Linked DNA regions of Zea mays: region 1 is linked to region 2. The links are chromatin contacts, called in public Hi-C maps. All regions are on one chromosome and are shown on one strand. Each heading gives the region's core, a stretch centred on a gene start, on an enhancer-like site or on the middle of the called end of the contact. The rest is flanking DNA. Distances are from core to core; before and after follow the strand shown.

What was found. Hi-C and Micro-C count contacts between places; a contact is called where the count stands out from the background.
Region 1: a contact with region 2 is called in a Hi-C map of ear, with 1.6 times the contacts expected there. The contact joins the enhancer-like site here to the promoter of LOC100272654 in region 2. A contact is called at or near these places in 2 of 25 Hi-C or Micro-C datasets (ear and tassel).

Annotation. Positions count from the first base shown.
Region 1 is chr6:128,446,076-128,452,332 of Zm-B73-REFERENCE-NAM-5.0, forward strand. No RefSeq gene overlaps it. Among protein-coding and RNA genes, the nearest start is that of LOC100501575, 62 kb to the right of the region's middle. Within about 2 kb of position 1,791, at least 15 of the 20 cell types and tissues checked have an H3K27ac peak or open chromatin away from gene starts, as enhancers often do. A contact at or near this core is called in ear, where this site is marked.
Region 2 is chr6:128,283,025-128,289,744 of Zm-B73-REFERENCE-NAM-5.0, forward strand. It overlaps LOC100272654, which reads left to right and starts at 3,305. Exons shown (of 2, transcript NM_001147112.1): 1 at 3,305-4,470; 2 at 4,613-4,964. The coding sequence starts at 3,364. The coding sequence ends at 4,864.

The DNA.
Region 1 (6,257 bases), core at 541-3,040, 160 kb after region 2:
ATACTAGTTGCTCTTTATTTGTCTGATAAGGATTTTTCAAACCTTGTGAAAATGAGTGTGTCGGCGCATGCTAATACTTAATGATAATTACACAGTGCGTAAAAGAATCAAGATGCTTAAAAGAAGAGTGAAGTAGACTTAATTGAAATCTATTGCACCAACAAAAAATGTTTTCACTAGCAGTTCGATTAATAAAACGCTCGCTAGCGAAAATCGTTCATTTTCATTGGCGGTTCAAATAACTAAAATGTCAGTAGAAATGGAGGATTTACACTGGCGATTTTATTAAATGAACTCCTAGTGCAAATCTGTTTCCACTGGTGGTTTTAGGATTGGGACCAACTATATTCTATATATCACCAACGTTTGAGACCGAAACTGCATGTAAAAATATAATTAGACTCCACCACGGGTTTAAAGCTCTTTTGAACTAGTGTTGGATACTCGACATAGTTAACGGTGGTCAGCTGTCATCGGCTTCTAACGCGCGCTTGCCGAGTGCAATAGTGTGCCTAGAGCCGGACGGTGGACAAAGATACCAATGCGTGATGCGCTTAACGGACAGGTTTCCTGATGGGTCAAACTGCACAGTGTTCGGCGCGCGCGCGCATGCCGTCCGCCATTTCTGCATATATTGGTGTGAGACCTCACCGACGTGCAGCCCCACAAGATACCAAAACAGTTGCATCTGGACTGCCAATGCGTGATGCGTACATGTATGGGTAGCTCGACCGAGCACGATCTAAGAAACATGATTCATGGGGACAAGGAGAAGGGAGCCCAGAGGTCGTCGTTTAAATCTCGCATAGAAATAACTGCGCACACGCACACCTCTCCAGATCGTTGGGAGCTAGGGCAGTTAGTTAGTCATAGTCTCTTTGTTAATTTGCATCGTTTTCAACTTTGAACCTTCAACTTTACACGTACGCAGTGCAACTAGAACCTGGCATTTAGCATGAAGCGTGAGAGAGCCTGCGACTGCAAAACCAAGAGCAGTCCTCCCAGATCGACGCTCTCGATGATCATCGCCAACCAACCAATTAATCAACCGATCGCCTATCCGATTATTCCGACCACATCATCTCTCTTGCAACTTCCCAATCCCCTCCGGCTCTTGGCAACCGGAAACCCTCAGCTCGGCGTGCGAATTGGTGGTGGCCCCATGCCCCCATCCATATAATCGGCGGCTTGCTTTCCAGTGCTCAATCAATCACAGGAAGTCATCGTTGCCACATCGACCATCTTCATCTCCATCCACCCCTGACCCAGTAATGACGTGAACGTGACCCGGTAATGACGTGAACGCCGTTGCGCTCGTGCATGCAGTACGTCCCGTTCGGCACAGTGTATTCGCCACCGTACCGCGTCGTCCATCTGGTGGTTATTCGTCGAGCTGAATTGAATTGATCTCCGCCGGCGGACTTGGGTAACGGGAGACCGGAACACAAGCACGAGGTGGCCGTTTCTGTCCTGTCCTCCACCTTTTCTTCGTTGAAACGAGGAAACTGCGCCAACCCTTCACAAGTTTTTTTTATTTGGCGCGTCCCGTACGTCACCGGTCTCGTATCACTTGTTGTGCTAGAGTGTCCAGGAAAAAAGGTCGGACGACGGATACCAGACCTGCGTTTTTTCTACACATGCGATGGCACATATATATATAGGCACCAGTGCGCGCGCCAGACAAAAAGCAAGCAGAAGAAAGTTTGTGGAAAGCCTGGAGCTAGCAGCTGGGAAGAAGAGGGGACGACTGACGGGGCAGCAGATCAGACCTTCCATGTCCCGTTGCCTGCAGACGAGAATGCCAGTGCAACTAGCTAGTAGCGGTCCCTCGTGTTGGGAAGGGGTGGGTGGGTGTAGAGCTGTGGGGAGAGATAGATAGCGCGGAGACAGGCTCGTTAAGCTGTTTAAACTCCCGGTTGGTGAAGCATACCGCTGAGCCTGCTGTCCATGGCCAGCCTTCCTATTCATATCTGAATAACCAATAGCACCGAATAGTTGTTGATCGTCGTCAGCTCTGCATGGCTCACGTACTGTGCCAGATCTGCCTAGCTGGCTTCTAGAATAATCCCGATATGGCTCAGAACAGCTGTACGTACGTTGTTCAAATTCAGTCCACAGTTCCAAACTCCAACCTCTACGGGTTGATTTGGTGACCGGGGATCCCGAGGGGAAGAAATCCTCTTGCTATTCAAAATTGAATTGCAAGAAAATTCCTCCCCCATGGATCCCTAGGATCACTAATCACCAAATCAGCCCTACAGCTGACAAACAGCCGAGCGACTCAAATTCCTCGACATGTGGAGTACTGTTTGCCTTTCCACAGCAGCACTGAGGTCACTATAGGTCACAGGCAGGGAGCACTGAAATCAAGGCCCATTTCACTAGTACACACCTACTACCATACTCCTAACCCTCCTGTCCTTCAAGCTCATACTATAACCACATCATGCATGCATGCGCCTAACTAACAAACTCTTCTAAGAAAAAAAAATCTCAATGCATTGACCGGTGGCCTGAATCAGCCCGAGACGAGCCAGCGTTTTTGACCTGTGTCCGTGCTCACCTCGATCGCTCCTTTTCAAAGAAGAAGAAGAAAACTGCATCGCCTTGAGCACAACCAACGACCTAAAACCGTAGCTTGTTGCAGCTGCGCCCGCAAGGATCCCGGCCAGTACACACTTGCCATGATGCCCCCCCCCCCCCCCCCCCCCCCCCCTGATAAGGCATCGAGATAAAATGTGTTCCTCTGAATTCCTTTATATTTGAGGGGAAAAAAACAACCAGGACTTCAAAAGAAGAAGCTCGTAGGCAAGGCATCGTGATAAAATGTGTACTAGTGTAGATGTATAAACAGCCTACGTGCACAACACCAGAAAAACAGAAAACTTACGATGGCTTGATCTATGCCGTCGGATATAGATTATTTTGTACAGCATAAACATAATCTACGACGGCAGAAGTACGTCGGGTTTAAAGCGTCGGAGATAACGCTATCTTCGACAGTAGCTCTCAAAAATATCTTATGTCCGACGGCTTGCATGCCTCCTCGGCAATATGCTCGGGTAACGTCTGCCAAGGCGTATAAAGGGCCCACATATGTTATAATCGCCCCTACATCTATAGGACAGGATAGGTCCTAAACCAACCTAAGAGTGACCGAAATAGCCTGTTTCTAACAAGGCATGAGCTCGAACGAAATTTTAGCAGCATAACCCCGTTGTTCTTCATTTGCACGCCTGAAAATTGTGCAATTGGAGAACAAAGGGGTTATACTGCCGAAACTACGCAACAGCATATGCCTTTGTCATAAACATGGGCTCTATCGGTCACTCTAAAGCTATCCAATAAAGGGAAAATTTCGGTCCAACACACCTCACATACGTAGCATATGAGGTTGTTAGGTCGAAATAGGTGATGCCTAGGTTTCGTTTGTTGACACTACGATATAATATGAATAACTAGAATCATAGTGCATTATTACATAATTCAACTAATAAGCCACCAATACAATATTATATACGAAATAACGTTGTTATGGGTGACAAATCATATAAAATGACGTTGTTATGGGCGACAAATCATATAAAATGACATTGTTATGGGTGACAAATCATATAAAATGACTTTATTTCTAACGTCGTGGTAGACGCGGGCGCTGGCGAGGCCGGGCGCGGGAGCCGGCGAGGGCGTTGCGTGCCGGCGAGGTGGATTGGTGGCATCATCGTGAAGTTGGCGAGCAGCGTGGGGCAGAGAGGTGGGCGGGCATGTGTGTACGAAACGATGCGGTCGAGCGCCGTTTGCTTAGAATTGCTTATGTACGATGATTTATCTGCTAGTTATCGAACGTAAGTCTTATTTCCGACGGCTGGCAAATAAGTCGTCGGATGTAAGGTTATATCCGAGAGCCACTAGAAGTCATCTGACGTAAATTTAATGTTCGACGACTAGCCCTGATGCCGTCGAAAATAAGGAGGGCATCAGATGTTTCCTCTTTTCCTATTGTGGTGTGTCTCGGTATAGGCTTGGTCAAAGAAAGATTCACTGGCACCGCACGGACCACAATTTTGTCAGGCCAGACTGAGCTAGATATCACACCTAAGGTATCAGGGCCGGTTCTATGGTTTTAAGGTCCCTTGCGCAAACTAGCTAGTATATGCCTGTCGGGGACCATAATTAGGGGTACCCCCAAGACTCCTAATCTCAGCTGGTAACCCCCATCAGCACAAAGCTGCAAAGGCCTAATGGGTGCGATTAAGCCAAGGCTCGGTCCACTCAAGGGACACGATCCCGCCTCACCCGAGCCCAGCCTCGGGCAAGGGCAGCCGACCCAGGAGGATTTACGTCTTGCCTGAGGGCCCCCTCAAGCAACGGACACACCTTCGGCTCGCCCGAGGCCCAGTCTTCGCCAAGAAGCAACCTTGGCCAAATCACCACGACGACCGACCGTATCGCATGAGCATTTAATGCAAGGAAGGCCTGAGACCTTATCCTGACGCGCGCCCTTCAGTCGACAGAGCCGAAGTGACCGCAGTCACTTCGCCGCTCCACTGACCGGCCTGACAAGACGACAGCGCCGCCTGCGCCGCTCCGACTGCTGTGCCACTCGACAGAGTGAGGCTGACAGCAGCCAAGTCCGGCTTCGGGCGCTATAGGAAGCTCCGCCTCGCCCGACCCCAGGGCTCGGACTCAGCCTCATTCCCAGAAGACGACGAACTCCGCCTCACCCGACCCCAGGGCTCGGACTCGGCCTCGGCCCCGGAAGACGACGAACTCTGCCTCGCCCGACCCCAGGGCTCGGACTCGGCCTCGGCCCCGGAAGACGACGAACTCCGCCTCGCCCGACCCTAGGGCTCGGACTCCGCCCTGGCCTCAGCCGACGGTCTTCGCCTCGCCCGACCCAAGGGCTCGGACTCGACCTCGACCTCGGAAGACAGACTCGACCTCGACCTTGGAGGAGCCTACGCCTCGCCCTACCCAGGGCTCGGACCGACCACGTCACAGGGGGGGCCATCATTACCCTACCCCTAGCTAGCTCTGACTACGGGGAACAAGACCGGCGTCCCATCTGGCTCGCCCCGGTAAAACAAATAATGATGGCGCCCCGCATGCTCCATGACGACGACGGCTCTCAGCCCCCTTACGGAAGTAAGGAGACGTCAGCAAGGACTCGACAGCCCCGACAGCTGTCCTTCCGCAAGACTCCAGCGCTCCTCCGACGGCCACGACATCACACGAACAGGGTGCCAAAACCTCTCCGGCTGCCACGACGGCATGTACTTAGGGCACTAGCTCCTCTCTGCTAGACACATTAGCACACTGCTACATCTCCCATTGTACACCTGGACCCTCTCCTTACGCCTATAAAAGGAAGGTCCAGGGCCCTCTTACAGAGGGTTGGCCGCGCGGGGAAGGACGGGACGGCGCGCGCACAGGCCTCTCGCTCCCTCCCGCGTGGACGCTTGTAACCCCCTACTGCAAGCGCACCCGACCTGGGCGCGGGACAAACACGAAGGCCGCGGGTTTCCCCTTTTTCCCCCCTTCGCGCTCCGTCTCGCGTCGACCCATCTGGGCTGGGGCACGCGGCGACAATTTACTCGTCGGTCCAGGGACCCCCCGGGGTCGAAACGCCGAAAGTTGGCGCGCCAGGTAGGGGCCTGCTGCGTGTTGACGAACAGCTTCCCGTCAAGCTCCAGATGGATAGTCTCCAGCAACCTTTGCAGCCCGGAACGGTGCTCCGTTTCGGGAGTCTTGAGTTCATGTCCCTCGACGGCAGCTACGACATGATACTCCTTCCCCCGCCGCGCGACAGCGACAATGGCGGCCGACAACCCGCCCGCCGGCGGCGGAATCGACGACGTCTTCCCCATGTGGTGGAAGAACAACATTCGGGTTTGTCCCGTCGCCTCCCCCGCCGACGGAGGAGGAGGCGGGGCAACCAAGGCCAAGCAGGAGGTGGCACCTTGTCGGCTGTCGAGCGAGTCGACGGCGCCGGCGCCCCAACGGGGGACACGTCGGGCATCGACCTCGCGTCTGAGACGAAGACGAGCGCCGTTTCCCCGCAACACGCCAACTCCAAGCGGACGGACGACGCTAGCACGCTTGCAAAGGGCTTGCTGGGCGTCACCCTCGTACCTGAGACGACGGTGCAGTCTACCCCTGACGTGACTTCGTCACCGCCCGTCGACCAAGAGGTACCGACCGATTCCCATCTCGTGCCTTTTGGATTCAGCCTCGACCCACCAAGCGACTTCGCTTCG
Region 2 (6,720 bases), core at 2,055-4,554:
AGAGAATTTATAAGATTGAGATCTATAATAAGTGATATTTATTTTTATGTAATCGTTGTGCACTAATATTTTCTCGAGTATTTTGTTTTTGTCGTTGCAGCACACAAACACTTGACTAGTTAATATATAGTTTTCAGTCCTTGTTACTTTGATGCTGCCAGAGTATTACGCGTCGACAATTTTGTGACTATATATGGACAATTTTAAGGTATGTTTGGTTCGCTGTCTAACTTGCTATACTTTGCCTACTTTTCTATCTAAAGTTAGTTCCTCAATTCGGATGACTAATCTTAGGTAAAGTGTGGCAGTTAGCCATGAATCAAACAAACCCCAAAATAGACCCCGAAGCCGAGTGCGGATTGCAGAAAGAAAACAGTCATCGTACAAGGCATCCCTTTCTATTTTCTGCAACTTGCATGGCATTATCTTCGCTGGATAAGACCTGTATAATCCAGGCATATCAAGTCGGCATCCCTGTGAGTCCGAGTGCTTTGTAAGCCCATGCTGACCAGGCTGCTACGTGCCAAGGGGTCATCAACCACTATGTGCTCCACACTCCACAGCACACAGCATCAACATTTCGTACGGTCTTGTGGACCCCCCCCCCCCCCCCCCCCCCACCCACAACAGCACCCATGGCCGGCCAAATATTTGTTTTCTACATCCTTTCGGGGTGTGCCAATGTTATTTTGTACGCGTTACAAAATTTGGATAAGAAGAGCACAATATTTTCCTTGAGGGACCTAATGGAAACAAATATTTATTCGAATGTTGAAATTTTGGTCTTTCTTCTTTGATTACGAACAAACATAATATAGAATCTGTAATGTAAATGTATATTCTTGTTTTTAGCAATGAGCTTGTAAAGATTCATTAAAAACAAATCCTAAATTTATCATATATCTTCTCAAACGATACATATAAAACTTGGATACGCATTTAGAGATTCGGAGTTTTTTTTGTTTTTCTGTTGTATGGAACAAATAATTCATTAAAAAGTTTATGTAAATTTTATTCCTGAGTACAATAATATGCTCGTTACTATAAGAAAACATTATCACCAAATTCCATGCATATCTATTTTAAAATATCAAATTTATCCTAACAATTTGAACGTCTACTTTCACTCCATTGCTGTAGGGAATTAGGATGCGGTGATCATGCATTATATGCGACAGATGGCATATGTAGTTTACTCACCTCTCCGATGAGGGATGGAATACATAAACGAACAACAATACATTCAAGACCTAATGTAGTCAGCTGCACCCAATCTGAACATTTATTTTGTATGCAAAATCCAAACCTTTGCAATAAATTGAGTTAGGCCACTTTCACTAGTACAGATAAGCTCTATACTGACGGTCCTAAACATATTTACAGTGACGTTTTTCGTAACCGCCAGTGCTAGAGGTCAGTAGAAATCACCATTTTTACAGGCGGGTAACTGAAGACCGCCAGTGAAAATCGATTTCGACGTAATAAAACCGCCAGTGAAAATCGATTCCATAAACCGCCAGTGCAAGTCGCGGCATTTTTCGCGCAAAATTCGCGCGCTACGCGGTTGTTAGGAATCGAACCGTAGACCTCACCCTCGCGCGTACCCTCCACTACCACTCCGTCTATGACATGACTTGTGTCTAGTTTATAGTTGTTTTCTCCACATATTACAACCATTTGAGTGTAAATTGCTTATTTGAGACCCTAAACGAATTCAAATAAAAAAAGTTGTCAACTACAAAGATAAATAACTTTTGAAGTTCTACAACTTTTATTTTGACACTTTTTTCATCCGAGGTAGTTTGCAAAATTTGAATTTTAAATTTGACATACTTAGATTCAATTTTTGAGAACCGAAATGAGTTCAAATAAAAAAGTTGTCAACTACAAAGTTTCATAACTTTTAGAGATCTACAACTTTTATTTTAGTGGTTTTATCATACGAGGTCGTTTGAAAAACTCGAAAAATTAAGGATAAAAATGATTTCTAGTGGCGGTTCCTTAAGAAAACCGCCACTAGAAATCGTATTTCTACTGGCGGTTCCTTAAGAAAACCGCCACTACAAATCATGGATTTCTACTGGCGGTTTTCTTAAGGAACCGCCAGTAGAAATACGATTTCTAGTGGCGGTTTTCTTAAGGAACCGCCACTAGAAATAACATAGTCGGTGGATAACCGGATCCGTCTGTAAAAATATATGGGTGCCGCAGGCTTTGAGCCTTTTTGTACTAGTGTTTAGCTCGTTTGGACTTTTGTGTGTGTGTGTCAACCTTACACCAAACCAATCAGGAACCATTCGGAAAATGAATTTACCAGAAAAGCTCAACGGATGGGAATGTGGAAATTTTGGTGATATGTTATAATATAGATTAATTCTTAAGTCATGTTATAAGAGTCAAGTTATACAATAGTTGTCATCTATTGTATCATCCATAAAAACTTCTTTTATTGTTAAGTGACACGAAATCTCACATTCTTTTTCCTATTCCTTCTCGCGCTTGCATCGGAGCTAAGCTCTCTTTTCCCTTCCCATCTATCTATTTTGTATCGATAAAAATATTGATTTGTTTGAGTATGTATCAATTATTATATATACTTGCTCCAACTAGCTATACAAATTAAAAATTAAAAATCATTTTAGATAATTTATAGATCCATACAACACTTGATGTATACGTTTTATACACATGTGTCTACATTGATCATCCATATCTATATAAACATCAAAAATAAAAGCTAAAATGAATACTCTCTCCGTTTCAAAATAGTATCATTTGTACTCCTAAAATTTATGTCGTCTATATTCAATTAAACGAATTTTATTTTGGGATAGATGGTTTACTATTTTGAGACGAAGGGAGTACTTCATAATGTAGGTAATTAAAGACGTACTTGTGATAACTAGCTGTGGGAAAATGAGTCCAAGAAAGACTACTATCCTTGCCCGCCCGGTCCACACTACACAGCCAGCCGGAACCCACAGCAACCGTGAGAGCGATGGGCCGGATGGGGAAAGGGCTGTAGGCGTTGCGTAGCTAAACGTGGTGACCCCACTGGAAATCCAGTCGGCGCCAATCACAAGCGCCCGCGCCGGATGCTGCGTTCCTTCGACCAATCACGTCGCAGATAAGACATGCAGGTGGGGCTCACCGTGACACGAAAAGTGCAAAGTGCACACGGTGGGTCCGAAAATCGGTTGTACAAAACCGAATCCCGCGATATTTTCGGCACACATTTTTCTTCTAAAATCTACAGTACACTACATACAAACTCTAGACTGTACGTCGGCACATGTGAATACATTGAGCGTACAAGCGGCCATCACTGAGTAGCAAGATCGTTGCACACCGCTCGGAAGAGAAATGATTGCCACGACCCGCGGCAGCTCGGCGAAGGCGGCGGCGGCGGTGGGCGGCAAGGCGGCGCGCGCCTGTGACGGGTGCCTGCGGCGGCGGGCGAGGTGGTACTGCGCGGCGGACGACGCGTTCCTGTGCCAAGGGTGCGACACGTCGGTGCACTCGGCGAACCCGCTCGCGCGGCGGCACGAGCGGCTGCGCCTGTGCCCGGCGTCTCCGCTGCAGACGCCGCCAGATCGCTCGGCGGCGGCGGCAGCGACGGCGACTAATAAGCGCGAGCGTCACGACGAGGTGGCGGTGCCCGCGTGGTTCGGGCGCAAGGCGCGAACCCCGCGCGGCGGGCACGCCAAAAGCGTCGGCCAGGTGGCGTTGTCGCGGCGCCTCGTCGTACCGCATGCGGCTGGCGGGGACTCAGACTCACCCGATGAGCGAAACGGCGGCGAGGAGGAGCAGCTGCTCTACCGCGTGCCCATCCTTGACCCCGCCCTAGCCGAGTTCTGCTCGCCCCCGCCTCTCGAGGACGCGGCCGGTCTCGCTCTCGACGCGTCGGTGTGCAACGAAGACGGCGCCATCGAGGACCCCGCGAAGCCGGATCCTGCGGCGCCGCTGGCCCAGTTCTGCCCCGTCAGCGGCCATTTCAACTTCGGCCCGACCGACGCCGAGCTCAGGGAGTTCGCCGCGGACATGGAAGCCCTCCTCGGGCACGGCCTGGACGACGGAAACGAGGAGGACTCGTCGTTTTACATGGAGACGCTGGGCCTCCTCGACCCAATGGAAGTGGGCGACGATGCCACGCAAGTCAAGGTGGAGACCGACGGCAGCAGTGCGTGCTGCGAAGCCAGTGGCACGCTGGCCTGTGGCCTGGAGCTGGACTTAGAGGCATCTGACGAGATGCTGGACATCGACTTCGACTACGCATCGCCTCAGGACACGGCGACGGACGAGAGAGCCGCCAGCAGCGACACGGGAGCCGACGCCCAGTTCTTGCAGACGAGCCTCTCGCTCACCCTCAACTACGAGGCCATCATCCAGAGCTGGGGGAGCTCGCCGTGGACCGGTGGCGGTGAGCGACCACACGTCAAGCTCGACACCAGGTGGCCCCACGACTACACGGTACGTTCGCGCGCCGCACAGCACACGTTCGCAAACACACACAACCATCGACCACGGCGTGTGACATACTGACATTGCGTGCATGCGCAGGTTCAGTTGAAGTGATTGTTAACGTCGAATTCGATTTTGGTTGTGCATACAGAACATGTGGGTTGTGGGAGGAGTGGTCGGCCACGGCGGCGAGGACCTGCCGGGCACGCCTAGGCTGGGGATGGACGGCGGCCGGGAGGCCCGGGTGTCGCGGTACCGGGAGAAGCGGAGGACGCGGCTCTTCTCCAAGAAGATACGGTACGAGGTGCGCAAGCTCAACGCCGAGAAGCGGCCACGGATGAAGGGCCGATTCGTCAAGCGTGCTACCGCCGGTGGCAGCCTCGCCATCGCTGGCCTCGCTTAATGCCGCCGGCTTGCTGCATGTTTGGTTGTTGAGCCTGCGTGTCTGCATATCTCGTCACGTCGTCATGAAATCATGACAAGAATGAACAAACAATTCGTCGAAGCTGCCTTTTAGTTAATTCAACTTAAAATAAAAAAAACATGTTTTTTTCACCGATCAATTTGCCAATTTAATTATTTTATAAGCGGGTGACTTCGAGTGGCACTTGCCTCCTTATGGCGATAATCGAGTAATAATACTAGTGCAATATTGCTAGCTAAAGAGTTGTTTGGTTTAAATAATCACTTCATCTAAAATAAGATGGTGTATCATAAGTCCATTACTCAAATTTGGTGGGATGACTACATTACTCGTATTAGTATTAACTAACTAATTATAAGGAATGAAGTGGTGATAGATCAACTCATTTTATTTTATAAACCAAAAAAAATTAGTGAAAAGATATACTAGCTCATTACTCGAACCAAACGCCCTATAAATACTTGCTCAACAGTTAGGATGTAGTATTTTTTTGCCCCTGTTTCAGAGCGTCTGTCATCTGGTCGCCTTTTTACACATGAAGAATATTGGCTCTTGTTGTTTTACTTTTACAAACACATACTGTACCTCCAAGTAAGAACAAATGTACATGTCATACATGTGAATTATATTATTGGTATGGATTTATTTTGGGTACATTGTGAATTCATTTTTTGGGCCATGATAGGATATATAATTTTTAAACTAGAAAATTTGGGTGACTCGGATGGAAACCTAGCCCCACCCGAGCGCCCCTCCTGTCTCTGCCCGAAACTTTTTTATAAAGAAAGATTTATTCATAATTTTAAGCACATCACATCAAAGTGATGCAAGCCCTTAAAACTTCCTCCAGCCTATACTTAGTCAGTACACAATGTAAAACAAATAAAGTTGATAACCCACACACTCTAATGGTGGTCTATCCGATGACTAGACCACCACCCATGTGTCTAGACAAAAAAGGTCCTTAGCAGCCGCACCAAGTATTGTGTAGCCTCCATAACCATAGTTCGCAACTCCGCCTTCTGTAAAATAGTTCATGTTCGAAGACAATGAGCAATGGTATAGATAACCTACACGAGAGAAGATTTTTTTTCTTTTCAAAAACGATATCATTCCTATGTAGCCAAAGAGACCAACATGTTGTAACCTCTCCAAGTAAGACGACGTTTCTAATATTTCTATCAAAGCCACTAAGCCAGATGTCGAACAAATTAAAAACATTATATAGTTTAGATATCCCGAAGGCTATGTGAATTAAAGCCCAAATCACACAAGCAAATCGGCAATCAAAAAATTGGTGACGAATTATCTCTAATTCATGATAGAAGCTGCATGCTTTGCTTCCCTGCCGGTTGCGCCTTGCTAAACTATCTGTGGTTAGTATCACTCACCTCCTAAGGTACTAGGAGAATATTTTAATCTTAAGTGGGGATTTTAGTTTCCACAATATTTAATTTAAATTTGATTTATCACACCTAATCAATGCTTGATAATGTGACTTTACTGAGAATTGTCCTGACTGAGACAAGGTCCAGTGGGAGGCATCATCATCTTGTGTTAGGTGAATGTTGGCGATGCGTGAAAGTAACTCATACCACGCCAGCAATCTAGACCCAAACAAAGTTCATCTCCAAGAGATGTTTGGTTGCACAATCGTTAGAACCTCAGTAATGGTTATGTGCTTCTTTCTAGTGATACAATCGTTAGAACCTCGGTAATGGTTATGTTCTCCAAACAAAGTTCGTATCTTCCTAGAACCTCACTTGAGATCCTTTGTTAATTTTGAAGGTTCCAAAGCGAAGACAGTGTTGCTTCACCTTCATCAAATAGGACAA